Regions from separate parts of the Rattus norvegicus genome. Here region 2 is linked to region 1. The links are chromatin contacts, called in public Hi-C maps. All regions are on one chromosome and are shown on one strand. Each heading gives the region's core, a stretch centred on a gene start, on an enhancer-like site or on the middle of the called end of the contact. The rest is flanking DNA. Distances are from core to core; before and after follow the strand shown. Region 1 has its middle 12 kb from the start of Ddi2. Region 2 holds the start of Dnajc16 (DnaJ heat shock protein family (Hsp40) member C16).

Region 1 (4,776 bases), core at 155-2,654:
GAATGTAGGTCTTCTGTAGAAACGGCAAGTGTTCCTTTCTGCAGCAATTAAGGGATCGCTAAGCCATCTCCTCATTAGTTTGAGGTCCTATTTGTTACTGTACTTTTGTGTTCTTGAAACAGGGTCTCTCTATGTAGTTCTGGCTGTCCTACAACTCCCTATGGCTGGCCTCCAACTTGCCAGAGATCAGCCTGCCTCTGCCTCTGGAGTACTCATATTAAGGGCCTGCACCACCATGACCTACTTGTTGGTTTTTTGAGACAGGACCTCATATAACCCCAGGCTATCCTAAACTGGCTCCTTGAACATCTACCGAGACCCACAGAGTAGTAAACTCACAGATATATGTCCAGTTAATGGTGTTTTAGGGATCCAACCCAGGGCCCTCTGGCATGCTTGGCAAGCACTCTACCTCTCAGCCTTCCAGGAAGAGCACTGAAGTCCAAGAGTTGAAGGCCTGGCGTCCATCCGAAACACTTGGCGTGTTGGAACATGCCCTTAATCCCAGCACTTGTCTCGAAAGGTGCAAAAATGACTTTCTAAAGTATTTGCACTTTTCCCTTCTGGTAGTCTTTTAATGTTACTCGAGATCCAACCTAGGGACCTAGAGAATTCTAGGCAAGCATTCTATCACTGAGCCACACCCTCAACACCTTCGCTCTCGTCTTTTAAAATAGAATAATTATTCTTGAACTGGTTATCCTTCATAACAACCATTCATGACTAAACCTGATTTGGACGAGCGTGAGCAACCAGCCCTGACCAAAGCCGCAGGGAAGCTGTGGGAAGCTATTGCCCAGGACTTGGCCACATCCCTGCATCACGCGGGATCTGACCCTTTCTCTGAAGCAGGAAAGAAAGTCCCTAAGTGGGTGCAGGCTAGACACACCCCGGTTGCATCTCTCAGGATCCAGAGCTTTCCAATCCTCGGAGGGGGAGACGCATGGGTTCCAAAACTTGGGGGAGAGCGCAGCAAGGAGAAGCTGCAGTCAGCAGGGTGGAGGCTGGACCCTTAATTACGCAGCATACGCACGGGCCACAGTCACCTTAGCAACCACAACCTCAGCGACACACCCACAGACGAAGCATTGGCTGGGAAGTCACGTGACTAGGCGGACCCGCCCATTGCGCCGGTGCGCCGCAGGCGGTGCTGCGGCGCGCAGGCGCTTTGGGGGACGAAGGTCCTTGCACCAAGCGCTTCTTTGGCTTAAGTGCCCATCGAGATCCCAAATGCGCTTCAAAGACTTTTCGCGAGTCTGCGTGGGAAGCGATTCTACAGGAAACGTGGCAGATTTCAGATTAAAGCCTGTCTTCCCCAGGAAGAGAAAGTTCTCAGCAATGGGTTTGACGCCAGAGGAATTTCGTGGCGAAGAGTGAACTTTAAGGAGGCGGGGTTACTTCTGCCTGAAAAAGTGGCTGTATCCAGGCGTACAGTCTGCTAGGGTAGTTGCTGCACTTCAGAAGTTTACTTCTCAATCATGCTTCTGATTGTTTGAGACAGAGTCTCAACCCAGGCTGCCTTCGAATCCCAGATCCTCCTGCCAAGATCTCCCCAGTGCTCCTGTATGTCATTACACCTCACTCTTGGAGAATTTTTTAGAATGACTCTGGTTCACAGTTGTTCCTACCTAGCTGTCCGATATTTTGCAGACCAACATACACAGTAACTAATGTAAAAGGGATTTTAAGATGATTGGGGGTGGGGCTGGAGAGATGGCTCAGTGGTTAAGTGCACTGACTGCTCTTCCAGAGGTCCTGAGTTCAATTCCTAGCAACCACGTGGTGGCTCACAACCATCTATAAATAACGTAAATAAATCTTTAAAAAAGAAAAAAAAGATGATTGGGGAGGGGCTAGCTTTTAAAAACTCACGGTGATGTCTTTATAAAAAGATAAAGAGAGGGGGCTGGGGATTTAGCTCAGTGGTAGAGCGCTTACCTAGGAAGCGCAAGGCCCGGGGTTCGGTCCCCAGCTCCGAAAAAAAGAACCAAAAAAAAAAAAAAAAAAGATAAAGAGAGGGGAGATATGTTCTACGGAGGTGTGGTGAGGTGTCGGGGAAGGAGTGTCTGTTGAGACATCCCTTACCCCTGAGGGACCCGCCACAGGACGGTATAATATAGAATAGAATTTATTCAGCGTATGGGGAGGGGAGTTAAGAGGGTAGCAGGAGCAGAGAAAGGCAGAGACAGAGAAGAGGAGTAGAGGCCGGCCATGAGTACATGGAGAGAGGAAGGGAAGGCAAGAGCAAGAGAGTGAGGAGGGGGCAAGCAGCCCCTTTTATACTGTCAGGCATACCTGGCTGTTGCCAGGTAACTGTGGGGCAGAGCTTAGACAGAATGCTAACACACGGACTGGAAGGATCACATAGCCCAGGTTAGGCCCGAACTCTCTAGCCTCCCACCTCCAGCTCCCCAGTTCTGGGATTACAGGCTCGTACCACAGCACCAGGCCGATAGCATCCTTTCTGATCCACTTCCCTGCAGCAAGTGGAGGTATGCACTCTCACAGGTGTGCAGTAACAATACTTTTGGGAGAAATGAGTAAACCTTCTACTCTCAAGAAGTTTTAGGCAGGGGCGGGGGTGGGGGTGGGGCGCCTGTAATCCCAGAACTCTGGAGGCTGAGGCAGGAAGTATGCCATGAGTTCAGTGCCAACCCAGGTTACATAGTGAGTAGCAGGCCAGTCAAGGCTACATAGAAAGACTGTCTCAAAACCCTATAGTCTGCAGAGCTGGCTCAGCGGTTAAGAGCACTGTCTGATTCTCTAGGGAACCTGGGTTCAATTCCCAGCACCCACATGACAGCTCACAACTGTGTGTAATGTAACTCCAGTTCCAGGAGACCCAAGCCATCAGGCATGCATGGGCTGTACACATTATCTATGCCTGCAGACAAAATATCCATAGATATATTTAGATGCAGCTCGATTCGTATCGAGTTCAGTTCCTATACTGAAGAGTTAAAGCCTGTGACCCAAGCATGTGTGAGGGACAATGACAAGTTTGAGGCCATCCTGAGCCTTAAGCTGACTTTGTGGGAAGGACAATGACAAGTTCAAGGCCACCCTGAGCCTTAAGGTGACTTTGGAGCCAGCTGAGACCACATGACACTGTCTCAAAAACAAACAGTTCTGGGGATTAGAGAGATGGCCCAATGGTTAAGAGCACTGTCTGCTCTTCCTGAGGTCCTGAGTTCAATTCCCTGCAACCACATGGTGGCTCACAACCATCTGTAATGAGATCTGATGTCCTCTTCTGACCTGCAGGCATACATACAGGCAGAAAGCTGTATGATGTGTAATAAATAAATAAATAAATAAATAAATAAATAAATATTGAAAAAAAGAAAAGAAAAACAGTTCTGTTAAGTTATCCTAAGTGACCTTCTATTGTACCCAAAATATTGGTAGTACTCACCCAGGAGACTTAGTAACGACTTTATTATGTTTTAAACTCTCTCTTTATACTTTTGGAATTCCTTGGCGAGCCTTGGACTTAGAACCAGCTAGCCTCCACCTTAGAATTATAGACTTGTGGTCACGCCTGGATTGCTTTTAATCCCAGCTTGGGAACTCCTTCACACTTATAATCAGTTTTCTGAGAAGGACGTGGGTGATTTGTCCTCCTCTTTGTTTTCTGAGATACTGTTTAACTGTAGTTCTGGCTGTCTTCGAACTGAATCTGAAGCTTCAAACCAGCTTGATTTCAAATCTGTGATCGTCCTGCCTCTCCTCTGTCTCTTGAAATGCTGGGATTATGGCCACGTGCCATGCCACATTTCATAGCAAAATGTTTCTCAAAGAGAAAGAAAAAAAATTTTTTTTTGCCAAGGTGTGGATCTGGAAGGGAGTGTTCAGGTGTTAGCAGCCAAGTCAGAAGTTTCCTCAGAGACGCTATGTACAGATCTGCAGCTTGTAACCGATACTTTTATTCCCAGTCAAAATTCAAAAAGCCTGGAGGTTGGGGATTTAGCTCAGTGGTAGCGTGCTCGCCTAGCAAGCACAAGGCCCTGGGTTCAGTCCCCAGCTCCAGGAAAAAAAAATTCAAAAAACCTAAAAAAAAACAAAAACAAAAACAAAAAACAACATTTTCGGCAGCCATAAAGATATTAGGGTTGGTTCTGATCCTTTCTAAAGAACACATTTTTTGTTTGGTTTTGTGACAGGGTCTCTGTGTAGCCCTAGCTGACCCACAATTTCCTATGTAGACCAGGTCAGCTTCAAACTAATGGAGCTCTGTTTGCCTTTCCCTTGAGATCCGAGGCAGGCTCTGCCACACAGAGCAAGGGCAAGTTTTGAAAAAGGACCCTAAGAGTATAGGAGAACAAGGAGAAGCAAATGAAGGGCATCCAAGAGCAGAGAAAGGAGCGAGGAGGTTGAGTTTGACACAGATGAACTTTGACCCCATTTGTAATTTTGCCCCGGACTGATTCTTGCATTAAAGTATCGATCTCTTCCTCTAAACAATGGAGTTAGGCAGATGATGATGACTGTTATCAGAGGCGAGCGAAGTTCAGACTCACTCCAGAGTACAAGTGCACTGGAGGAAGGTCTCTTGGAAGGTGGTGGGACTGGAGTCTTGAGCAAGCTGCTGGCCCCTGACACAAGTGCACAGGTTCCTGGCCAAAGAAACAGGAAGTTTTTGTGTAAAAGCACTGGAGAGGTTGAGGCAGGTGGATCTCTGTGAGTTCAAGGCCAGCCTGGTCTACGGAGTGAGTTTGACGATAACCAGAGTTATACAGTGAGACCCTGTCTCAACCACAACAACCAACAAAAAAA
Region 2 (4,886 bases), core at 1,170-3,669, 58 kb before region 1:
CGCCTCTAACAGCGGCCAAACGTAACGTTGCTCCGCCCCCCATGCGACCCACGTGACTTTCCATGCGGCCTTCTCCTCCCACACTCTCCCCCAGGGCGCCCCTAGGGTTCCAAACCCCAGGTTTGCCTTGCTACCTTCCGCCCATTTGCTGGTTCCGCTTAGCAGCGATTGTTCTAACAAAGTTCACTGGTGACCCTATTTCTACAGATGCTCAAAGGGTCGCGAGAGGAAAAGGAAGAAACCATGTCTAGACGTCTTTCAAGTCCTTTGCGGGCTGTGGCTTTCTTCTAACGCCCTCCTCCGTTGCGGCTAGTAAAACCTCGCCTCCTGCTTTTTCAGGCTATCCTGCCTCAGCAAACTAAGCCCACAGACTTCCATCTCGCTCTCTTCTCTTTCCCTCCTCAGCACCTCCCACATAGAAACTGCCAGGAATCTAGTCCTCTGTTCTCTCAGTTTTGTACCACTCATTTCCACGACTTAAAAAGTAACTGAACAAGGCTGGAGAGATGGTTCAGTGGTTAAGAGCACTGGCTGCTCTTCCAGAGGTCCTGAATTCATATCCCAGCAACCACATGGTGGCTCACAGCCATCTATAATGGAAGGTGATTCCCTCTTTTGGTGTGCATGAAGATTCCTATATACATTAAGTAAATAAATCATTTTTAAAAAATAATTGAGCATCGTGCTAGCCACTTACGGTGTTGTCCCAGCTAGCCATGTTATTATCCCTGACATATTCCCGATAATAGTTATTCCTTGCTGACAGCTGTGGACATGTGTTAGGGATCTCACAGCTTGACCCCCAACAGAGGCATCTGAGATTCAAACCCGAACTGGGATAGACCCTTAGCCAAGAATCCACCATGGAATATGTCAAAAGATGATATTACACTCGCTTCCCGATTTTAGCATCAGGCAACGCTTCTTTCCATTAGATAGGATGCACATTCGGATGAGCAGCTGAGGTGAATTTACAAACAGGAAGTCTGGGGAGAGCCCAAACAAGAAACTCGAAGGGGAGTAGTTGCCAAGTCAAGGAGATTCGCCATGTTGGCTAAAACTGGCTGGTTTGGGGATTGGGCAGTTATATCTCTGTCACCTGATTTCTCAGACAGTTAAATAACCTAGTTTCGGCTTGGTAAAAATGAGCATGAGTGACTACAGCACATTGGTCTGCTGGTGCAAGTGCAGAAGCTCAACTGAAAACCAGTATGAATGTATTGTTCATTCGAGCAGCAAAGCCTTGGAGCTCAGTGATAGAGCACTTGCCTAGCATGCATGAGGGCCGCATTTTATTGCCCACACAGGCCAAGGTGGGAGGGGGGCGCAACAAGCTTTAGCTTCACTTTTCATTTATTTTGCAACTAACTATTCAAATACTGACAGCTTGTACAAATCAAGGTCTGTGCAGACAGTGATACGGTGCTGAAGAAGAAAAGAGACTGCCTACAGGAGCTTACACTCCTAAAAGAGCAGAGATATGGAATAAATGCATAAAAGATAGAGCCGGGCATGGTAGTGCAGACTTTTAATGCCAGAACTCTTTTGGGAGGCAGAGGCAGGCAGAGCTCGTGAGTTTGAGGCCACCCTGGTCCACCTAGCAAGTTCCAGGCCAGCGAGGGTTACACAGTGAGACCCTGTCTCAAAAACAAACAACAAAAACGGTGTGCTAGGTAAGGGATAAAAAGCAACCAATAACATAAGAATTCACTCAACAGGAGGCATGGAATAGAAAATACATTCCCAAGAGCCCTTGGTTGCAGGCGCAAAAAAATGTCAGCCTATTCACCACGCCCTCTTCCCCAGTTCTTGTCTAAATCCCAGTCTAGAACATTTTTGGTTTGATATACAGAATTTGAAGTCTTGGATTCTAAGCTTTGGGCAAGTCTTTGACCCTCTCCGAACTTCAGTATATGGAGAGGTTGAACTAGGAAGAATCCCTAAGGTCGCCTCAAACTCTGACGTTCTAGGATTCTATGAATAGGGTCAAAGTGAACTGGGACCAGCGACTGCGTCCCCGTCCTAGCAACAGTTGCTAGAAGTGGGCCACCTTCTGGCAACCAGTGGAAACCCCTCCCCAGTTCCCGGAGGTCTTCCTGGTATCCCGTGATGCATAGCGAGTTGGCCTCGCTAGTAGGCACGCTCTGGCCTCGCTGGTCAAGATCAAGCCTTCAGACCCAGCCGGAGAGCGCGCTCCGTTCCTATAGCAACCGCGCCCGATCCACGTGCCTACGGAGACCATCAGGGCCAAAATAGGCTGGCTGAGAGTGCAGCCTAAACCCAGTCCTTGCACGCCTTCCAGACACTGGGTCTTTAAGTGACACGTGACGGCCCGGGGCCTGGGCCCCGCCTCTTTCCCCTCCCCAGGTGCTCTGGTGTGGACTGGAAGCGCCGGCCCCGGCGGATTCACTGGAGCACGGACTCTGCGGCCGGTTGGGCCGGTGCCCTTTCCCGGTAACTCCTTCCCGGCGTGACGCGCGAACGCGGCGGGGCCCTGCAGGCTGGGGGATCTTCCGTGAGATCCTCCGCGACCTCAGCCCTTGCTGGGCCCGGGGGGACCCGGGAGCCGACAGGAACCGGGGCGGCGGGGGAGGGGGCCGCCTCCCGGAAGGTCGCGACCCGGGCGGGCACCGGAGTCGGGACTTGGTCCTGCGGAGCGTCTGGGGAGCCTCAGCCACCTGCGTTTGGGGACACCGAGGGCTACCTGTTGGCCAGCGCGTCCCCTGCCCTGTGGCCAGCCCCCTGGAGCTGGAGAACGTCAGCCAAAATAATGTCCCCATCTCACCCACTGAAGGGCTGACAATTCACCCACCCTGCTTGTGGCTTTTGCATATTAAACCCCTTACCCACTTTACCCCACCCCCGACCATGAAGATCCTGCTAGGTGCTGGTGCTCAGTCACACCCTGCCAGCAAGAACACAGGTTTAGGTCCTAGAATGGTGGACAACCTCCCCTCCACCCCCAATCTGATCCTCATTCTGGATCTCAATACCTCAGAACAGGTTGTCTTGAAAGAGAAACTGGCTTGCTTGTGGATTGTACTTAGCATGTATGCAGTCCTAAACAGTGGTCAATTGTCTGTGAAGACTCCCAAGCAGGATTTATGCCTGGAACTTGTCAAATACACCCCCCCCCCCGTCCCGAGTGAGTTGTCAGCCACTGAACTGAACACTGTGAGGTCAAGATAAATGTAACCCATGAAAATAATGTATGGTATAAAAGACCATAGCCCTCTGTGTGAGTGTGTGTGTGTCCAGGTCTACACTATCTCCGTACCAACCAGCCAGGATTATTCCAAAACCCACACTGAGTTCAACCCCTCAACTGAGTTGTAGTTAAGACATTTTAAAGCCCTGCCTATTCATTAAGTCTTTCCTGTTCTCTTTAGATGGAAAACTAAATTCTTTCATAACCATTTTTTCATATCTGAAGTTTCCATGGTCAATAACCAAATTGCTAACTGGCTTAAAAAACAGCTTCCCATTTCGTCTGAATGAATGTGATGATGATGATGATGATGATGATGATGATGATGATGATGATGATGATGATGATAGCAGCAGGCTTCTGAATATTACTGCACAATTATTTGTAAAGTTTTACTTTGATGTCCATTTAGTGCCCAGAAATGCCACAGTGATCCCAGAATGTAATTTAGTACATGAGAAATCATGATGAATTCGTGAATTAATTTGACACATCCTGAGCTACTCTGAAGCCAATTGTTTATTATTATGATAGGTGAGGTTGTGCAGGTGAGATGTGGTCTCCTGGATATCCTAAATCTGTTCTTGTAGTCACCATGTATTTCAGAGCATTCATTTTTAATAATTTTTTTTTTTTTGGTTCTTTTTTTCGGAGCTGGGGACCGAACCCAGGGCCTTGCGCTTCCTAGGTAAGCGCTCTACCACTGAGCTAAATCCCCAGCCCCCATTTTTAATAATTTTAAAAGGGCTTTTCTAATATGAGTTGTCTTTTTTTTAACTTATAATAGTTCTTATGTGTGATATTCAAAAGTTATGTTTTTTTTTTAAGATAGGGACAACAACTAGATTGACACACTCCCCTTTTTAAGAAAATTTCTTGTTTAGTTCTCATCTGAACATCTTGATCCCCTCCCTAAGAAAGCACAAGCATTCGGGTTCCTGTCTCTTGAACTTAAAACTACCTTTTAATCATTTCAGCTCTGGGAAGGAAGAGAGATGGAATTGAAAAGGTTGAGCATTTCCTGGCAATTCTTGATAGTCCTCGTTCTGATCCTGCAAAGCCTGTCTGCATTGGATTTTGACCCGTACAGAGTCCTAGGGGTCAGCCGCACAGCCAGTCAGGCTGACATTAAAAAGGCATATAAGAAGCTCGCTCGGGAATGGTAGGTGAAACCATGAACAGGAGTTCAATGTCTGCTAAGCAGTCAGCAGGTGGCTGAAGCCTCAATGAGGATGACTTGTCTGTTTCTGTGCTGGGTGTATTTGTAGACCTGTTTAGAGTATTGAGGGCCAGCTAATGGCCCATGCTCCATCTTTTTTAGCAGTCTAAAGTCTGTGTTTACTTTAATACACAATTCTTCAGGAATACTACAGCTTAGAGCATCCTCGTAGATAATGTTAGGACATTTAATGTTAAAGTAAGAAGTAAAATGAATTTAAAAAAAAATAATTGAAATGCACAGGATACCTTACACTTATGATCCCAGCACTTCAGAGGCAGAGGCAGGAGGCTCACCCACCCTTGGTTGAAGTCAGCCAGGGCTTCCTGGCAAGTTCCAGGCCCACTAGAACAGCAGTTCTCAACCTGCGATTCCCGACCCCTTTGGGGGTTGAACAACCCTCTCCGAGGGGTCACCTAAGATGGTCAGAAAACATTTAGGATTCGTAACAGTAGCAAA

Evidence for each region. Hi-C and Micro-C count contacts between places; a contact is called where the count stands out from the background.
Region 2: a contact with region 1 is called in a Hi-C map of Schwann cells, with 2.1 times the contacts expected there. The contact joins the promoter of Dnajc16 here to the enhancer-like site in region 1. A contact is called at or near these places in 2 of 12 Hi-C or Micro-C datasets (Schwann cells and mammary epithelial cells).

The regions. Positions count from the first base shown.
Region 1 is chr5:159,328,154-159,332,929 of GRCr8, reverse strand. It overlaps a transcript of Agmat not described here. Among named protein-coding and RNA genes, the nearest start is that of Ddi2, 12 kb to the right of the region's middle. Within about 2 kb of position 1,404, at least 82 of the 93 cell types and tissues checked have an H3K27ac peak or open chromatin away from gene starts, as enhancers often do. A contact at or near this core is called in Schwann cells, where this site is marked.
Region 2 is chr5:159,386,644-159,391,529 of GRCr8, reverse strand. It overlaps Dnajc16 (DnaJ heat shock protein family (Hsp40) member C16), which reads left to right and starts at 2,419. Exons shown (of 15, transcript NM_001014194.1): 1 at 2,419-2,454; 2 at 4,186-4,370. The coding sequence starts at 4,204.